2 separate regions of the Mus musculus genome follow, and region 1 is linked to region 2. Evidence: chromatin contacts called from public HiChIP or PLAC-seq data. All regions are on one chromosome and are shown on one strand. The core of a region is the stretch at or near the end of the contact, and the rest is flanking DNA. Distances in the headings are between cores, read along the strand shown.

What was found. HiChIP or PLAC-seq counts read pairs in DNA pulled down with a chosen protein or histone mark.
Region 1: a contact with region 2 is called in an H3K27ac HiChIP or PLAC-seq map of microglia, with 6 times the contacts expected there. The contact joins the promoter of Ogfr here to the promoter of Osbpl2 in region 2. A contact is called at or near these places in 4 of 39 promoter capture datasets (erythroid cells, liver, neural stem cells and 1 more), 7 of 484 Hi-C or Micro-C datasets (CD4 T cells, CD8 T cells, the G1E-ER4 cell line and 4 more), 2 of 115 datasets of contacts at active chromatin or transcription factors (memory CD8 T cells and microglia) and 2 of 9 other capture datasets (adipose tissue and liver).

Annotation. Positions count from the first base shown.
Region 1 is chr2:180,586,864-180,591,299 of GRCm38.p6, reverse strand. Ogfr (opioid growth factor receptor) reads right to left here and starts at 1,893. Exons shown (of 7, transcript NM_031373.3): 1 at 1,679-1,893; 2 at 245-313. The coding sequence starts at 1,819.
Region 2 is chr2:180,116,408-180,121,183 of GRCm38.p6, reverse strand. Osbpl2 (oxysterol binding protein-like 2) reads right to left here and starts at 1,878. Exons shown (of 14, transcript NM_144500.4): 1 at 1,715-1,878.

The DNA of each region.
Region 1 (4,436 bases), core at 644-3,143, 470 kb before region 2:
GCCACATGTTCTGTCAGGAGGCTGAAGCTAGACCCTCATTTTAAAGCTAGGCTCTGAGGCTCAGGTCGGGCAACATGCTCTACCACTCTATAACTAGAAGGGTATGGATCTGAAATGACGATGGGTTTGTCTTCCAGACAATAAGGAACACACCCAAGAACCCAAAGCTGGTTTTTCAGCAGACCAGGGGATGTTCTATTTGGGGAGAGGGCTGTGACTTTCGGTAGGAGCCACATGTACCTACCGGGTAGTTGTGCCGGTATCTTTGCATGTCCTGCATAGCACGCCAGTTTCGGTACCTTGTCATCCTAGACTGGGGAGAAAATACAAGGATGAGGTACTGGAAAGTGTCCAGGATGAAGGCAGCACGGTTTGGGCCAACCATCACTGAGCTCTATGTAAGAGGAATGGGTGCTTCTGTTTTTTCTTCTGGTCCCCACCCAGGGTTCTGAGAAGACAGATCTGGACCCTAGAAGAACATCCTTCATTTTGAACACAAACAGTGGCACTAGAATAGCCTCAACAACCACCTCTGCACCTCTCAGTACTCAATTTTCCTCTGTAGGGAGCCTTGGCCTAATCTAGCCTGCAAGCTGCCCAGGTGTGTGGCTAATGCTCTTCTGTCTTTAAGTCCCAGCTGCATCTCCTCCTTGGTCTGCTGGTCAACCTCATTTTGGTCCAAGATCTTTATGTGCCCCCACTCCAACCCTAGTCTCTGAGTACTGTAGTATTTCTCGTCCTATGATTCTGTGAATAGTCACTGGGCTGTATCCCCAAGGGGAGCTACTTTGCCAGCCACAGCCTCAAGAAAAAAACCTAGATGCCTCTGGATGGGTCTGATGGATGGGTGAATGAAGCCTCATCTTTGTAAACCCCTGCTTCTCCCTGGCCCAGTGTGACAAAGACACTGTGCCACCAGGCCTGGGATAGGCTCTTAAGTGACTACTGTTTCAGGTAGGATCTAAGACCTTTTGTGGAGAAACAGCAGTTCTATCAGAGCTTTTGGGAGGCCTTACCACCCACAGGAGGGGCCTGAGCCTGCACTACAAACCTGACTACCCAGCCTCAGCTTCATCCCAATGTGGTCAGGCAGAGGCTAGCTCTGGCCTGCCTGAGAGCTTCTCCAGATTCGGGGCTGCTTTCCCATACAGAGCAGACAACTAGAGATCGAAGCGATGGGGAGAATGGATTTTGGGGTCATAATCCTCACTCTCGTTTTTCTAGGTTCTCCATCACACCCGGAATCACAGCTATAAGCAGGCCAGTGCGTCTTACAGAACGCCACTGAGGTTTACATGCGGCTTGATACAAAAGTATAACGGAACATGCTCCGGGTGGCAACAAAAGTTACCAGAGCTAAGGGCAGATAGACAGACCCCTGCTCCCGGCGTCCTAGGCCGGGGTCACTTCTGAGCCAGTGGAGGCTGTCTGAAGTGGGGTAGGGGCTGAGTGTGGGGTGGAGGGAGGGCAACCTGAGGAAAGGCCACCCACGCAGGATGAGGCCCTGGGGCGCGCTCTGACGTCACCCACGGACGACCCCCATCAGTCGCTTCCTTGACGTCACCAGCGCTCGGTCCGCCAAGGCCTGGGCCCGGCGTCCCCCTAGGGGACAGCGGCCTGGGCCCGGCGATCACGGCCTGGCGTTGTCCTGTCGCCCTCCGGTCCTCCCGCACCGCACCTGGAACAGGCTTGGCCGTGCCTCCTCCGCGTCGCCGTCATCGTCGCCCGTGTCCTCATCGGTCGTATCATCCGCCTGGCCATCCTCGCCGTCCTCCTCGCTCTCGTCCTCCCAGGTGGAATCGCATTCCGGGTCGTCCATACTCGACAGGCTGGACCCGCTTTCCGCGGAAAGGAAAGTGAAAGAGGAGGAAGCGCGGGGGCGGGGCGGCGCCAGGTCCCGCCCACCGCTCAGTTTCCGCCCTTGCGCGGAGTCCCCCAGCAGGGGCTGCTACGCTCGGAGCTAGGCGGGAAGCGGTGTCCTGGAGAAGGCAGTGCCCCCCGCCCCCCGCCCAGAAGGACAACCCTGGAGGCGCGTGCACCGGGATTCCTGCCTCTATCCCCTCCGGGAAGACGCACCACTTTGGACTCAGCCCCAGGTCCGCCCCCTTGAGATTTCACTTCCCTGCAGACTATCCAGAGAGGGATGCTAGGAAGGTTTCTCTTCAGTCCTACGGGAAGTGCCTCTTCCTGCCAGCCGTCTGGGTGCAGGTTCCTAATCTTTGTCGACCTGTCTAACTGCAGATCTTCCTGGCTGCCCTCTGTATAGCTCACTTTGTATGTGTGTGTGTGTGTGTGTGTGTGTGTGTGTGTGTGTGTGTGTGTGTGTATCTGTGTGTGTTTGGCTGCCCAAGGACACCAGAGGTCGGTATTGAGTATTTCCTGAGTAGCTTGTTCACACTTTCATTCAGGGTTAGGGTTAGGGTTAGGGTTAGGTACCTGGAGTGCATAGGTTACTTGAGGTTGCTAAGCAGCAAATCCCTGGGACACTACTGTCTCTGCCTCCCCAGCACCGTAATTACAGTTACACACCACCAAGCGCAGCTTCTAGGTGGTAATCAAACGCAGGTTCTCCTGTTATCAAGGCTTTTGTTTTTGTTTTTGTTTTTGTTTTTGTTTTTTCCCAATTGAGCCAGTTCCACACTCCCTCTGCTTTGTGAGTTCAGTCCCACTCCTGCCCACTGCAGATTTCCTGGGCTCATGTGGCTAGGTAGCCTTTGGATGTTAGGTGGCCTCTACTGCCGACTGTGGCCATGAGCTCGACCTTGTTATGTAACATACTGTTTGAAGCAAGAAAGCAATGGAAGGTAAGGGAGACATGGGTGGGCAGCAGGGTAAAGGACCCTAAGTCCACCATGGTTGAAGTTTCTCACCAGTTGAGAGTTCTCAATTCTAGGATAGTTGACAAAATTTGCTTTAAGACTGCCTACATAGAGAAAATAATCCTTTTATATAGCCATATTCCAAATAATGTTAATCAGGCTTATATGTATATGTTTATGACCTTCAAGTGTGGCCTTCTTTACTAAATTCGAACCTGTAACATTCTGGGAATCTCAAGGTGAAAACATATTGTCTCTATATATTTATAGAGTATAACAATAACTATAACAATGCAGTATGTAACAGAGACTACAGTATGTTAAAGTTCCATAGTTCCTTGAGTTGGAACCTCAGAAACCACCAAAATCAGACTGGTGGGCCACTGTGGAGACTCCCTCAGCCTGGGACCCAGACAGTATAAAGCAAAGACTGATGGGCCACTGTGGAGACTCCCTCAGTCCCTGGGACCCAGACAGTATAAAGCAAAGACTGATGGGCCACTGTGGAGACTCCCTCAGTCCCTGGGACCCAGACAGTATAAAGCAAAGACTGATGGGCCACTGTGGAGACTCCCTCAGTCCCTGGGACCCAGACAGTATAAAGCAAAGACTGATGGGCCACTGTGGAGACTCCCTCAGCCTGGGACCCAGACAGTATAAAGCAAAGACTGATGGGCCACTGTGGAGACTCCCTCAGTCCCTGGGACCCAGACAGTATAAAGCAAGAACTGACTTATGAACGTTGTCTCTGATCTCCACATGTGCACCCATACAAATATATATGCTTGTTAAATTAAAAAAAAAATGTAAACTCTGTGGCTGCCTCTGATCTCATCCCCTCTGCTTCCGACACCAACCATGCTCAGGCTGGGACCTGGTTAAAATGCCATTAGATAGGGAAACCGTGCATGGGGTGTTAGTGGGTGCTTGGGACAACTCAGAGTTGTGCCTTGGGTAGACACCCCCTCTCCCACAACTGTCCTAGGAAGCTGAAAGATGGATGTGCCGTGGACTGACAGTAATATTTGCAAGAGGCAGTATGCCATGCTGCCTGGAGCTAAGTGCAGTATACATAGACCCAGCTGTCAGTGACATCTCTCATAGGGACATAGGGACATGCCTGTGAGCCACAAGGTCAGAACAACTCAGGAAGGCAGCAGGTTTGAGTTTAGATTGGGACACTGGGCTGTTGGGGATCAAATGGAAAATAATAGACTCAAGGCAAATGCCTTGACCAGGCCCACCTGCATGCTTTCATGCCCCTAGATTGTTCTTTCAGACGGGTTTAGAAGAGTGAGCCTGACCAGAGAGGGCTGCCATCCTGATCGTCACATACTGCTCGACAGGGTCATCGCCATCTGCTCCCCATTTCTCCTGCTAGCGCTGGATTCAACAGCTAGGCTTCTTCCACAGAACAAGCCTCTAGGAGTGGACACTGGGTAGGGACAGGGTGGAGTAGCCCCAAGCATTTCCCAAAACAAACTGTAACACTGCTTTCCGTCTCTTGCACTGAACACACGAGCACTGGTCTAGGTCTGACCATAGTCTACAGTGCTGCACTTGATCTCAGGGCTGCAGGCCTTTACATTCTGCCCAATCCCAGTAGGCTGCAGGGAA
Region 2 (4,776 bases), core at 629-3,128:
GGCAGATCGTTGAGTTGGAGGTCAGTATGATCTACAAAATCAAGTTTCAGGCCAGCCAGTGTTACACAGTGGAACCCTGTCTCAAAAACAAAACAACAAAAAGAATATGAACTCACCAGGGCTATGATGCATACCTGTAATCCAGAACACGGAGGACCAGAAATTCAAGGTCATGCTCAATTACATTTGAGCCTACCCAGTTACATCAGATCCTCCTCAAAAGTAACAAAATGAGTGTAAAGAACACACAAACTGGTATCCAATACTAAATGATCAGCCCTGGAAGCATATAAGTACAAGTAACATTACACAAACTGAGCAGGTACAACTCATGCATTTAAGGATACATAATACATACACACATATACATATGTAACAATAATCCAAAAAGTAGAGGCCACAGAAGAGAGCAGAGGAACTACTAGGGGATTGGAGGAAATGATGTAATTATATTACAATATCAAAAAGTAAAGCTGGGGATAAAGAGGCTGCTTTCTTATCTCAACGGGCATAAGGCCATGCTCATCCTTACCAACAACAAAAAAAAAAAAAAAAAAAAAAAGAGAGAGAGAAAAAGGAAGTCTGGGTTTCGGTACCTTTGTTACTTAATTTGCTACTAGGTGCTCTGAAGTAAGCTACTTGAGCTCTCTTTTCCTTGGGAATAAAGGTAATGTTAGTGACTGCTGTAAGACTCATGCTTCTAATGATCTAGAGCAAATAATTGCTCAAAATTAGCGTCCCCTGAGATAAGAGTTGTTATTACCAGACAGTACCTGGGGCAAACAGGAAGGTAGATTCTATGGAGGACATGCAGCCACCCATTTCCTCATTGTCACCCTTTAGTTGGCACCATCAGAGGCAATGGGAGGCGACGGACAATGTGTCCACTCAAATGTTCCTGTTTCCTTACTCACATCAGTGAACTAACACTTTGGAGCACCTGTTGCTTGTCAGAGCCCACTGCAGACGACTGACCCATATGTATCTCTTACTGGTACACCAGATGTCACATGCCACAAGCAAGAAGTGAAGGTGGGAGAGATGACAGGTGACAGTTAGCAGGGTCCAGGCTCTCTGCAGAAAGGGTCAGCAGTTCCCCATCCCTGAGGCTCCCACTCAGGAGCTGTCCCATCAACATCTCTGACAATATGGAGCCTAGCCTACACGAAGGCCTCCTCCGAGTGTGTGCAGAGCCCCACAGAACCACTGATCCAGATGTGCAAAGGCCGACCCACAAGAACATAACTCAAAAGCTTGTCCAACTCTCAAGACTGAGGCGCCCCACTCGGCCGCAGCGTCTCGGAGGAGCAAGGGGGACAGAGCGCCGCCGCCGGTGCCTCCGCCTCCACGCGGGGCCCACCAACCGCACTCAGCGCGGACAGCCCTGGCTGCCTCGCTGGTGCAGGTCTGAAGGCGCGCTCCGACTCTGCTGTGGAGACATAGGCCCTCGGACCTGAGGCCACGCGGGCACCAAGTTCCCCGCGCGCCCCGAGGGGATGCGCGGCTCGCCCAGCAAAGGGAGAACGCCGGAGTCCCTCGCGTGCGACCGCGGACCTCGCTGGAGCCCCACGGGGCCCCGTCCCTCCCGCGGTCGTCCACACTCCCGGCGGCCTAGCGCCGCGACTCTCCAGCCCGAGCCCAGCCGCGGCCTAGGTGGCAAATGGGCCTCCCCGAGACCCGTCCCCGCGCGCCCGCCCCGCTGCAGCCCACTCACCCGAACGCGGTCCCCGCGGAGTCGCCGACCCCACGGCCGCCCCGCCCCCGACCGCAGCCGGCAACCCTCTGACACCCAAGCGGAAGTGCGGCCCGCGCCTCTCCGACCTACAGCCCGCCGTGCTGCTCGCCGCTCGCCGCGCCCCGCGCCGTCCGTCAGCCGCCGCCTGGCCAATCAACGCTCGGCCCGCAGGCCGCGCCGGGGGCGGAACCATGCCGATCACGTTCTCCGGACAGCTTCTCCCTCGGCCCTATCATAATCCGGCTCACACGGGGGAGTGGCGGCGCGCCCAGCCAATCACCCCTTGGAGAAGGTGGGTTTATGCAGATACTGGAGCTAGAAGGAAGGGGAGGCAGGAGGAAGGGGAGTGACCTTGGGAGAGGCTAGTTTACAAACAGTGAGTCAGGTGGCTGGGCGTGAACGATCCCAGGCTGGCGCTGGGCTAGACCCACCCTTTGGCTCCCGACCCCGCAGACGCTTCTCACGGTTGCTGGGGTATGAACAAATGGCAAATGTGGCCGCCGGCCTTTGCGCGCCAATCGTGACTTAACATACCCTGGGGCCAGTTTACCCCTCCAGTGGCCTCCCTGGCCGGTTCATCCTGTTTAACACCCTTAGGCGCCCTGTGGTCTGCAGTGGCTCCTGGTTAAACTCAGAATCTCTGGGGACACGCCTGCAGCCTGTTTGGCCTCAGAAAAGCTATCTGACCTCTCTGAACACTCAGTTTTCTCTGTAGCCAGGGTTCCCCAGCCTCCTCATCACATTGGAATGTGGGGTCTGGTTTGAGAAAGGTGAAGTGACATGAATCAAGATGGCTACTGACTTGCATAGGACTTTGCAGGGCACAGGAATTGCAAAGGTATGGGACTTGTGGTCCGATCCTAGCCAGGAGGTTCAGCTCAGTGTCAAACCTGAGGGAAGCAAGTTAGATGTCTCTTGTCTTTCACAAACCTACCCAGAAGCAAGTGAGGTGAGGGCCGCTATAGGTCGTTTGAAAGCAGGAAACCAAGGAGGAACCAAGTCCCCCAGGTCATCCAGGGCCAGCTGCACCTGACATCAGTCCAAGGCTTTCCAGTTACTTGAGTAATTACTTGGGTTTTTTGCTAAGCCAGTCTGAGGCTTTAGCAAAGGGGTTCTAAATGCCCCCCATGAACCTTCTTCAGCACATAATGAAGGATTCTTCTCCAAGGCCACACTTCTTCCTCCAGTAAGGTGGTGCTCACACTCACACACAGGTCCGTGTCGTGTCCCGTCCCCCCCCCCCCCCGCCTCTGTGGCCCACTCTGCAGATACTCAAGTCCTCTGCAAACACGGAGTGGCCCAGCAGACCCTGTCTGCCTCTCTAGCTCCCACCCCAGGGACAGCCTGGCTTTCTGGTGGCCCCTTCTCACTGGCGCAGGAGAGACGTGCTGGGACTGGAAAAGAGCCCCCTGCACGCTCAGCTCCTAAAGAGAGAGACAGAGGGAGGCGGGCCAGGCTTCCGAAACAAAGGCGTTGCCATGGTTACCTCTGAAGAAAGCAACTCCAGCCCGCTGAGGGCTGATGGAAGGGTGCGGCAGCTGGCCCCCCAGCCAGGACAAGGACAGCTAGCCGGTTGCCACGGAGATAGTCAGACTGACCAGGTTCTGCAGTTTTTCTGGGGGCCTGGCCAAGACTAGCTCAGAAACCCACCACCACCCACACCCTTACCTAAATCTCCAAGATCAGCCCCTCTCCAAGAGACAAGCCTCAGAGGGACACAGCTTACCTAACCTGTTTTTGGACTTTGAGCTACAGGGCCCTGCCATCTGGGCAGAATAACCACCCAGGTTGGGCTGGGCATCCCTACTCAAGCTGTGTAGTAGATGGGCTGACCCTGGGGCCGGGGTGGCATTCCAACCACCTGTCTTCCAGCTGTGGCTGAGGAGAGCCTTGAGTTCCTCACTTCCGCTTTTACCTCTAGGTAAAAGGTGAGCTGACAGGTACCTAACACTGCTCCTGGCTCTCTGCCCCCTTTAGGAGCTGCTGCCACCTTTCAGCAGCCTCAGGTGCAGGGCTGGGTGGCTCAGCATCCCTGTCAGTAGGGGAGGGGCTCTCTCCATCTTCGCCGAGTGGCAATGTCCTCTAGGATGGACTAGTAGGGTGTAGAAAGAGGAAGAGTTGGCTCTGCGCCCGGCCATGACAGTGCAGATAGTGATAGTCAAAATGCCCCCAAAGTGTTTCATTATGTCCATGTCCCTTCCAGTTCCCCCATGTCAGCAGCTGACCAGGGAGACGAATGTCATTGCTCCCACTTTACGGATGTCAGACTGGGTCTCAACCCAGTTAATGCCTCCAGAGGGCAAGGCACAGAGACGTCTGATGGACCAGCAGTCTGGCTATGCCCAGACTCCAGACCAGGATCTGCCCTGAGTTTCCTGAAGGGGCTATGGCTGAGGGCCACAAGATCAGATTCCATGTCACAGGACCCCTGAGTAGCTGTAGCTTTGAGTGCTCTCAGCATCTGAGAAGTGCCAAAGGACTGTTTGGGGAGTGTGTTCCTTCCTGAACAGCTCCTGGGACACAATGGGATGCCATGAGGGTGCTGCCCCACCCCACATGGTATAAATAAAGGATACATCCAGTCCCAAGTGCTAAGTGGAGGTGGGAGATTACAGGATAGATCCTGGAGGTCAAGCCAACTCTGAGGGCTTAGAATGGAGGCCAGAGGCTCCCTGACAGAATCCCTCTGTCTTCTTGACTAGGGCGGGAACTACCCCTTCCTCAAGGGTGGGCCATCTGCCTGTGTCTCGCAAGACCCACGCAAGGCCTCCCTTGACCACAGCTGGCGCTGTGGGTGGTCACAGCCAGATAGCAACACGAACCCCATCATCCTGTTTTCCATCCTCACCCCTGACGGAGGCAGAACAGAGATGATCGCTCCCCATTCCAGAAGGGAAACTAAGGCTCAAGAGCAGCAGCTCGCCCAGGGACAGGCTACCAACCACCCACCCTCTGCCCTTCACCCACTCCACTCTTACCTCTTTGCCAGAATGCTATCTCTTCATCTCAGCCTGTTTGTCCGCCAGCTGGGCCAGGGTGTG